Linked DNA regions of Sus scrofa: region 1 is linked to region 2. Evidence: chromatin contacts called from public Hi-C data. All regions are on one chromosome and are shown on one strand. The core of a region is the stretch at or near the end of the contact, and the rest is flanking DNA. Distances in the headings are between cores, read along the strand shown. Region 1 overlaps NHEJ1 (non-homologous end-joining factor 1). Region 2 holds the start of IHH (indian hedgehog).

What was found. A called contact is a pair of places that touch in the nucleus more often than the background predicts.
Region 1: a Hi-C map of liver shows a contact between it and region 2, with 10 times the contacts expected there. The contact joins the enhancer-like site here to the promoter of IHH in region 2. A contact is called at or near these places in 1 of 5 promoter capture datasets (liver), 21 of 47 Hi-C or Micro-C datasets (alveolar macrophages, embryonic fibroblasts, epiblast stem cells and 10 more) and 1 of 2 datasets of contacts at active chromatin or transcription factors (skeletal muscle).

Annotation. Positions count from the first base shown.
Region 1 is chr15:121,138,166-121,143,515 of Sscrofa11.1, forward strand. The region is part of intron 6 of NHEJ1 (non-homologous end-joining factor 1); the gene reads right to left. The region is part of intron 18 of SLC23A3 (solute carrier family 23 member 3); the gene reads right to left. Among named protein-coding and RNA genes, the nearest start is that of NHEJ1, 49 kb to the right of the region's middle. Within about 2 kb of position 4,001, at least 7 of the 83 cell types and tissues checked have an H3K27ac peak or open chromatin away from gene starts, as enhancers often do. A contact at or near this core is called in fetal liver and liver, where this site is marked.
Region 2 is chr15:121,088,413-121,093,393 of Sscrofa11.1, forward strand. It overlaps IHH (indian hedgehog), which reads right to left and starts at 1,709. Exons shown (of 4, transcript NM_001244470.1): 1 at 1,168-1,709. The coding sequence starts at 1,479.

The DNA.
Region 1 (5,350 bases), core at 2,751-5,250, 52 kb after region 2:
GAATGTTGTTCACTCTGTCTGTGTCCTTTTCCACATTCTCTACTTAGGAAACTTCTTCGCCTTCAAGATACAGCTCAAAATTTCATCCATTCCTCAGAGGCTTCCCTATCTCTTACTGCGGCCAACAACCCTACCTCCTTCAAAAAGCCAAAATCAAACCTGCTTTATTCTTTTCTTTGTCTTTTTAGGGCCGCACCCATGGCATATGGAGGTTCCCAGGCTAGGGGTCACATCAGAGCTGCAGCCACTGGCCTATGCCACAGCCACAGCATCATCAGGTCTGAGCCGAGTCTGCGACCTACACCAGAGCTCATGGCAACGCCAGATCCTTAACCCACTAAGCGAGGCCAGGGATCGAACCTGCGTCCTCATGGATGCTAGTCAGATTTGTTTCTGCTGATCCAAGATGGGAACTCCTACTTTATTCCTTTCTTGCAAAGCACATGGAGCTGTATTTGCTCTCATTTTATTCTGCATTGCATTATAGTTCAGTATTTCCATGTCTGAGAACCTTCTACTGGGTTATAAGCTGTTTGAGGGCAAAGTTCTGGATTCAGTTATTCTTATACTCCTATCTTCTGACATAACACTTTGCAAATAGTAATTACTTAAGTGTCTGCTAAGTTTAATAAAACAGAATTATATTCTCGGTGTCTAATAAGAAGCCAGCCTATCATAGGTGCTCAATAAATGTTTGTTATGTGAATGAACTGAAAGAAAGAGGATATCAACAAAACTAAGTTCTTGGACTCAAATCTCAGGGCTGGGAGGCATCATGCCTTGAAGTTAGCGAAACAGTCTCTTTCTTGCCTGGTTCATGTGCTCAATATGGGGCATTCTGGTACCACAACTCTAGAGATAAGTTTGGGGGAGCTGCAGGAAGGGTAACATAGCTGACTTGGGGTGGGGGAGGGAAGGATGAAAAAGGAGTGATTAGGGGATTAAGGCAGGCAGATGGCCTAAGTGACGTCTGAGACTGGACACGATAACCTTCTGCTAGCACTGGGGGAGTGTAAACACCCAAGAGGGGAGGAATTGTTTAGCCTGGTCCAAAGAGCTAAAAGTAGGAGAAAGGATGAAACAAGGGATGGAAGATCAAAGCCCTGGGACAGGAAAGCCAACCAGGAGAGACTGCCCTCCTTGGACTGAGAAAACAATGTCATATACATTTTCACAGATATCAGCAAGTGTTATTTTCCTTATTTTCAGGCACAAAAGAGGTCTACAAACAGATGGATTGTTGACACTAGTAGAACTAAAACCTTATACAAAGAGCCTATACTTGGAACAGAAAAATCCTTTTACCATCATGCAAAATATAGCCCCATATTCGGTGTCGTTAAAGCAGTGTCAAAAAATGCCCCCAAAACCCTGCTTCAGACTGCACCCATAAATGAAAGCACCTTCAAGAGAAGATGAAAGAAAAAAAGGTAGAAAGAAAGAATCAGCAAAGCAATGGGACTGGAATCCCATGATTCCAGTAAAACGCATGAAATCTCCCATCTGAGCTCTCATTCACTGTTTTCACTCTGACAAAGTCACCTCTCGAAGTGGAGTTTGCTGAAAGCATATAGGTTACCTCCTGTTCCCAATTTACTCCAGGTGTGCCTCTCAGGGAAGTGTTAGCGGGCTTCGAAGCTGCCTAAAATATTCATAGTAAGCATGGCGAGTGGCAGAGATGGAGAAAATAGGGTTTCCTACTTTCAAAAACTTGTAATCAGAGTTCCCGTTGTGGCGCAAAAGAAACGGATCTGACTAGGAACCATGAGGTTGCGGGTTCGATCCCTGGCCTCACTCAGTGGGTTAAGGAACCAGTGTTACGGTGAGCTGTGGTGTAGGTCACAGATGAGGCTCGGATCTGATGTTGCTGTGGCTGTGGCGTAGGCCGGCGGCTACAGCTTCGATTAGACCCCTAGCCTGGGAACCTCCATATGCCGCGAGTGCAGCCCTAAAAAACGACAAAGGACAAAAGACAGAAAAAAAAACAAAAAAAACAAACAAACAAAAAAAAAACTTGTAATCTACTTGAAGAGACAAAATACATATAAGTGAAAACAGCAAGAAAATAACTGCAAAGAAACATATATGTGAGAGAAAATAAACTATTTGTATAATTGCTAGTGGTCTGTGAAGTAACAGGAAGGTAAGATTGAACTGATAAATTCAGACGAGACTTCCTGGCAAAGGTGAATTTTCTTCCTGAAGAAGAAAAATAGAAATGGACGGATTGAAATCAATGTATGGGCTTATAAAAGCTAGAAGGAACTTTAAGGAGTATTCTATCAAACTTGCTTATTGACTGGGAGTTCCTGTCGTGGCGCAGCAGAAACAAATCCAACTAGGAACCGTGAGGTTGTGGGTTCAATCCCTGGCCTCGCTCAGTGGGTTAAGGATCCAGTGTTACTGTGAGCTGTGGTGTAGGTCACAGAGGCAACTCGGATCTGGTGTTGCTGTGGCTGTGGCCGGCAGCTGTAGCTCCGATTCGACACCTAGCCTGGGAACCTCCACATGCCCTGGGGGCGGCCCTGAAAAGCAGAAAAAAAAAAAAAATTTGCTTATTGACTGATGAATGAAAGGGAAGCCCAAGGAGCTTAACAAATATGTCCAAGTGACAAATAAATAAATGGAAGAAATGGAGTTCAAACCAAAGTAACAGCAACATTCACTGAGGCATTATTCACAGTAGCCAAGTTATGGAGGCAACCCAAGGGTCCATCAACAAATGAACAGATAAAGAAGATGGGGGAGTACCTTGGTGGCCTAGCAATTAAAGGATCCCGTGTTGTCACAGCTATGGCATGGGTTTGATCCCTGGCTTAGGAATTTCTGCATGCCACGGGAGCAGCCAAAAAAGAAAAAAAAAGGATGCGGTGTGTATATGTGTATATACACATATATAAATAAAATGGAATAGTTCTCGGCCATAAAAACATAAAATCTTACCATTTGTGACAACATGGATGGATCTGGAGGGTATTATGCTAAGTGAAATAAGTCAAAGACAAATACCATATGATCTCACTTATATGTGGAATCTAAAAACAATAAATAAAACAAAACAATAAGTAAAACAAAATGAAAACAGACTCATAAATACGAATAACAAAGCTGTCTGAAGGATGGGGGTAGAGGAGCAAAACAGGTGAAGAGAGAGGTGGAAACCCCCAGTTATAAACAAGCTACGGGGCTGCCATATACAGTGTAAGGATTATGGTCAATGATAGTGGAATAACTTTATATGGCGACAGATGGTTACTAGACTTATCATGGTGATTTCATAATGTGTGCAAATGCCAAATCACTAAGCAGTATGCCCGACTAACATAATGTTGTACATCAACTGTATTTCAATGATTTTTAAAAAATCAAAGCATTCTGATTTCGAATCCAGGGTCGATGACAGGAACAAATGCAGAGAAGCAAGAATCAGCAATGCCTATAAAGACGAAGGTGAGCAAACTGGCTTGGCTGCAAGAGGGGCAGTTTCATAGAGAACTGAGCACTAAGAGGCCCCAGTCTAGTCCTGAATAATCCATGTGAGACTCCACTTCTCGCTCTCTTCAGGGACACCATCCACACTTGGGTGACGGGGCCCTGCACTTCTGCATTTCCCACACCACACGTCCTGCTCTGAGACCTTATCTTCTGATGGCCACCATTGTTACTCCCAGATACCTACCAGTTCTAAGGACCCCAAAGCACCCAGATACACATATGGCAAAACTAACCAAGAAGCTACTCCACATATGAACTTCTGGTTCTGCTCACAACCCCGCCCCTCCTCCTTTGCCCCCACCAACACGGAGGAAACCAGATGTACAAATGGTTAACAGAGAAAAAAAAAAATCCCACCCAGACCACTTGAAACGCGGCTAGTCTGGCTGGGCTTCGAGTCCGCTCAGTGACTGCTCCATGTCTGCTATTTATAGCCTCTGGGTGCCCAGCCCAGCTTCCAGGTCACTAATTGTGGCCCAGCCCCGAGCCAACCCCCACACCTCCTCCCCCGCCCTGCAACACAGGGAACGAGAAGCACGTCCAGCTTTGTCCAGCCCAGGAAGAACAGCCAGGAGTGAGATCTGAATCCAAGACCCTCTATGATGTGTCTTGTGGAAGGTGTCAAAGCTGCCTGGAAGGGTCTGTCCTCGCACTTGGACATCTTAGAGAGCTGAGCTATCCCTGCTTTCTCTAGCAGGCAACCTTTCCTGAATTATTCCCCTTCATTCCAAGTTGAATCCCCAGTTCAGGCTAACACATTCAAACACTAGAGAGGTGAGATATGGGTTTCAGCTATGAAAGACACCAGCCAACAGTCCATAAGGAGCATATCTCTGGGAGTTAAGTGTTTAAACATTCATGGATTGGTAGGCTTGCCCTTTCTCGGGGTCTGTTTGTTAGATGACATACCCGTTTATTTGTATTATGACCCCACAACAAGAGAAGTACCCAAGTACTTCTTGGTCTTATTAGAGTTCTATAAATAATTCCTTCTGATTCCAAGATGCTATTATTGAGTATTATTCTATAATACGGTTTTTTCCCTAGGAATGAGGAGGATTCTGAGATGGGCAATAACCATTTTTTGACGTGTAAAACTTTGGGAAGTTACCCTGAGTGGAGAAAAGGGCTTCAGTTTTGTTTGTTAACAAAGGCACAAAGATCAACAGTGAAAAGACTTGGCAGAGAGACTCAGCGAAGCGTTCTGTGTTAGTTCTGTATCTGTGTCACACTGGGGCAACCACCAGTGGACCACATTCTCCACTATCCATTCTAATCTGGAGCCCTGTCTCCATCCCTATTAAACCTGACTATTGTTGATGATGTTCATGGTCAAAGCAAAGGATTACGACTAGAGGTGAAGGGGGAGGTAAGAGGCTTAGGATGAAAGTGAGAAGTCTCCTTCCTTTCCCAGGGCTCCAGTGCCTAAATGGTGGCTACCATACTTCTCAGACAGCCCAACAAGCTCCCAACCCTCGACACCCTTGACCAATACTGCCCAAGACTGGACATCCCAATGTCAGTCTTCCCCTTCTCCCGTTGGGGTTCATTTGGGCCACTAGATAATCTGGCAGAGATTCTGGTTATAGGAGCCAGACCCAGAATGCTGCTGTGCTATCTCATCACCACCCACAAATACCAATTCCCAGCCCCAAATGGCCCCAAATCTTTCCTCCCAAGACCACAAGGGGAAAAAAAAAGTTTCCAAATTAAAAAACTAAAACTGGCAACAAAGGTGCCCCATGGCAGTAACCTTTAAAACTGGCCATTAAAGTTTATAAGTCAGACGGGCACCAACGTGAACAATCAAGAAGAGAAAAACAGCCCCCTCCCTTGGGGACCCGGAGCCACAGCC
Region 2 (4,981 bases), core at 459-2,958:
ACCCACCCACCTAATCCGCCCGCCGCGGCCCCTGCTCCCCGCCCCTCTCTCCCTCTCCCGCCCCTTTCCTCGGGTCCAGAGCCCGGGCGCGCGCTGTCAATGATTGCCCAGCCCGTGGCCCGGATCCTTATCTGCATTCCTCGGCGCCCGGCCCGGCCCGGCCACAAGCCAACCTTCGCCCCGACACCGGCCAGCCAGCCCCGGCGCCAGGGCGCATGCTGAGGGCCGCAGTCTAGCTGTCCTTCCCAAAGCACCTAGAAAACGGGCTGCTAGCCTGCGGTGGAAGCCCCGGGAGACCACTGAGGAAGGGGACACGTAGGTCACTTCCCTTGCGAACCCAGCTGCTGGGGAGAAAGTTTGTTCCCCACCTCCACCCCACCCTTTCCCCGGCGCTTGGGTCGTGTTCTGGTCCTGTTCCGAGCAGACTAGCTCCGCTGTGGGGCTGCCCCGCATCTCAGACCCTCTCTTTCAAGCCAACCCCGCCACCAAACCCAGGGATCCCCAAGTTCGGTTCCAGAACCCGGAGGCCCGGCACCCCACCTTCAACTGCAGCCGCGCCGCTCAGCTCTCGGGACAGACACGTGGGCTCGCCGGGCAAGCGCCCTTTCCCACCTCCGTCTCCTGGCTCTACTATTCCCCGCTGTTCCCTAAACCCGGACCCCGCCGGGACGCTGCTCCAGGAGAGGGCAGCGCAGCGAACCAAGAGTGCGCGGGGAGGAAAGGCCGGGGAGGCCCTCCGTGCCCGGAGCTTCTTCGCCTTGGGGGGTGCCGAGGCCTCGAAATGAAAGGGGCGCAGAGGTGCGCAAGGATAGCCCGGGAGGTGCGTCCTGGAGGCTCAGGAGGCAGTCGGGTAGAGGTACCTCCAGGTGCTGCGTCTGACCTGAGCTGCCAGCGCTCCGGGGCAGAGGGGCCACCGCCAACCCGCTGGGCTGTGGCGCTTGGCAGCGGGCAGCTCTTCTCACAGCCTCCTGAGGGCTCGAGGGTGCCAACATTCCACCGGGACCCCGGCCGGCCCATCTTGGGCAGGAGGCATCCGGGCTTGGCGAGAGGGGCAGGTGCCAGGGGGCGTGCCAGCCAGTCAAGGAAAGGTGCCAGGGGGCGGGTAGGGCCGGGCAGGTGGCGGTGCTTCGGCGGCGGAGGCGCCCTGCGAGGGCGGGTCGCGCTCACCTGGGTCATGAGGCGGTCGGCGCCGGTGTTCTCCTCGTCCTTGAAGATGATATCGGGATTGTAGTTAGGGGTGAGCTCCTTGAAGCGCTCCGAGCTGCGCGCGATCTTGCCTTCATAGCGCCCGCTGGCGCCCAGGGTCTTCTCCGGCACATTGGGGCTGAACTGCTTGTACGCGAGCGGCACGAGCTTGCGCGGAGGCCGCCGGCGACTGCCCACCACCCGGCCCGGCCCGCAGCCCCGAGCCGCCGGCACCAGCAGCAGCAGCAGCAGCAGGCAGAACCGCAGTCGGGGCCGGAGCCGGGCGGGAGACATGGCCGGGAAGCCCGGGAGAGCGGCGGGCGAGGACGCCTGGTGGGCTGATGGGTGGGCAAGTCGACGGGAGCGCTGCGAGGGCTCAGGCGTCCGGGTGGCTCCGGGGGGCTCCAGGTGGGGGCGCCATGAGCTGCGCGGCGTGGCGCAGGGCTGGCGGGACTCAGGTGCGGGGCGGGGGCCCGGGGCCCTGGCTGGTGGCGGCGCGCTGTCCCCCTCGGCGCCTCGACTCTGAGCTGCCCGGCTCGCCGGCCGCCAATAAATAGGCCGGCCCGTTTGTTTTGGCAACGCGGCGGCGGCGGGGGGCGGCGGGGCTGCGGGCCGCCGGGCTGGGCTGGGCTGGCCGGACCGGCGGGCTGGCGGGCCCCGCGGTTAGCACCCCGGCCCGGCGGTCAGGCGGCTGGGGCGGAGCGGGAGCTGCTGCCGTCTGTGGCGCAGCCCGGGGCCGAGTGAGAAGGGAAATGGAAGAGATCCGGGCTCGGGCCCCGCGCAGACCGCACCCTACCCATGTCCCTGCCTCCTGTGCGCTCGACAGCAAACCTGCGGCAAGGGCAGCACAGCCTCCTCCCCCTCGGGCGGGCGGCCCCGGCACTAGCCAGCCCTCGTCCCTCTCGCTCCTCCGCCGCGCGTCCGCCCGCCCGCTGCCCTCGGCGCCCCCTGCGCTGCCTGAGTTCGCCCTCCCCGCCCGGACGCGCCCCACCCCACCTTGGCCTCCCTTCTGGGCTCCCCGCGGCTCCGGGGTGCCCCGCCAGGCGCAAACCTCCCGTACGGGAGCTGCCACCCCCACAGAGACCGCAACCCACGGCGCGGCCGGACGCGAGGGGCGGGGGGCAGTGGCCGGACCGCATAGCCGCCTACGGTGTCCCCTGCGGGGAAGTAAACCCAAAAGACAGGAGGCCGCTCATAACCTGGTGCCCCACCCTGACCCAGGAGACGCGCCCTCTCAGCTTGGTGGAGCTGAATTCTGTATCAGCCCGGTGCACAACCTGCGGCCGCTCGGTGTGAAGCTGGGAGTTGGGGCATCCAGCCTCATGAAGAATCAAACGGGGGGGGGGTTGTGTTGGAAACACTGTTAAAGGGGGCAAGATGAAGTTGCAAAGGAACAGGCCAAGGTGAAGAGAAGAGCGATTAAATGGTGACACCAAGAGAATACGGGAGGAACCACGAGTGACCACGTTTAAGCCGGGCAGGCATTGATCGCAGGGCAGGGGCTTATTAAGAATGGAAACAAACAAACAAAACCAAACAAAAAAGATTCAAAGACACCGACCCGCACACAAGAGCTGCTAAATAGTTACTCTCAGTTCTACTTTACAAATGACAAAGAGAATGCGTGGAGGCAGCTAGAGAGGTAATCATGAGTTGCAGGTGTATTTTAATGCCATTCAGGAAACCTGATGAATTAGGATTCATTCTGTTAAAACAAGAAAGGCCAAGTGTGTTAAAAACAAACACCACCAGCACCACAAACTATCTGATTTGGTTGCAGTATTTTCTACAAATTCAATAGAGATGGAAATAAAAGGGTGAGAAATAGAAAGTTCTCATTTCAAGAATACTAACACAATAGATACTGTTTTCTTGACCTTTATGTGCCTGATACATGGAATCTATTAGATTTTATTATACTAAGCATTCTACTTGCATTACCTAATTTAAACTTATGACTTCAAAGGAACGTTATCATCCCTCTTTCACAAATGAAGATTTTGAAGTTCAGAGAAGTAAAGGAACTTGCTCCAGGCTGAGGGATTCAAACCCCACCTCCCATAACTGACCCCAGAGCCCCAGCCCTCACCCTTGCAGAGGTATTGGCCCTCTGGGCAGCTCTCATGCATTCAGTACAGCCTGGGTTTGAAGCATTGGTACATGCTTTCGAAGATGTACTCACACATCCTCTGGTCCACAATGTCACCATTTGAAACACTATTTCAGAATTGGAAGGGACTCAGAAGGGTTTGCTTAATCCAAGCACTTCTTATGACAGAAAAGGACACTGAGGGGAAGGTAGGGTGTCTCCCCCAGGGAGGAGGGAAGTCTGCCACCTGGGGACAAAATAGATCATTGCCTGTACTCCCCTTTGCCTGTACTCCCACACCCCATGTTCATTCTTATATATGCATTTGGATTCTGGGTCTCCCAGTCACAGATTACTCTAACTTTGCTTCTTTTCCTTGAAAGCTCCCAAGCTGCTTTAAGGTTTGTTTTCCCGGGTTTGGGAACTAGCCCTGCAATATTCCCCACCCATCTCCTGCTTATATTTCTGGGACACACTACCTCGCTAGGTTAGTACCTCTTGCAGCCCAGACTAACAGGGGCTCTCTGTTTTGGGGAGGTCTAAAAAAGAAAATCCCATAGGCTTCCATGGTCACCTATCCCAGTGTTTGATCATAATATTTTAGAGAAGTTTTGCCTTAAATTCATTCTTTCTCTCTTCCTCCCTCTCTAATGCAAATTCAACTTTTTTCCTCTTTTTCTTGTCTTAGAGAGTAAGGCCATTAAGCCACTTATTTATCCCCGTTAAGGTTGAAGTGTTATGGTTGAAGGGTTATGGTTGAAGTGTTGTTCCTTTCAATCTTCTTTTCTCCAAGTGAAAGACAATTTCTTTGAGCTTCTCTCAGAGGGTCTACCTTATAACCCGTTATTAACTTAACCATTCTTCTTCTCATTTTTCCTCTTAAGCTGTGATCCTGCTGAATACAAATCTCTGGTAAAGATCTGATCCACGTCAAATAAGAATTACTTAGGCAGTGCTGATAATATGGCTTAGCATCAGGGGCGCTTCCATAGCAGTACAACCTCGTGGGTTTGGATTGTGTGCCAATCTAAGTCTAGACCTTCTTGGCCTGGCTAACTTAGGAGCAGTGATCAGGGTGTGTCCAGGAGAGTCAGGTGGAGGGCTAATATTTATCTAGTCTTTTCTCCATGACAGGTGCTTTAAGCACGTAGTAAAATCTTCACAATAGCTCTCTGTGCACAGCAATTATTATACTCTAAAGCTCTAGAAGTAAAGTAACTTGCCTGTGGTCCCATAGTCAAGACTGACTTAAACCTGGGGATTTTTGGCTCTAAGCCTACAATCTTTTCTCAGGACACAATGGCTGTTCAAGATGTGAATCTCAAATTTTTTCTTTTTTCTTTCTTTTTTTTTTCTTTTTTTGTCTTTTTGCCTTTTCTAGGGCCGCTTCCTGCCTCATATGGAGGTTCCCAGGCTGGAAGTCTAATCGGAGCTGTAGCCACCGGCCTACGCCAGAGCCACAGCAACGCAGGATCCGAGCCGTGTCTGCAACCTACACCACAGCTCACGGCAACGCCAGATCGTTAACCCCCTGAGCAAGGCCAGGGATCAAACCCGCAACCTCATGGTTCCTAGTTGGATTCATTAACCACTGAGCCACGTCGGGAACTTCATGAATCTCAAATTTAGATCAGCTTCAGTCCAGTCGCCTTCAAGGAGAGGAAGGTAGAGAGAAGAGCAGAGGTTGAAAGCATCATAATTTCTATA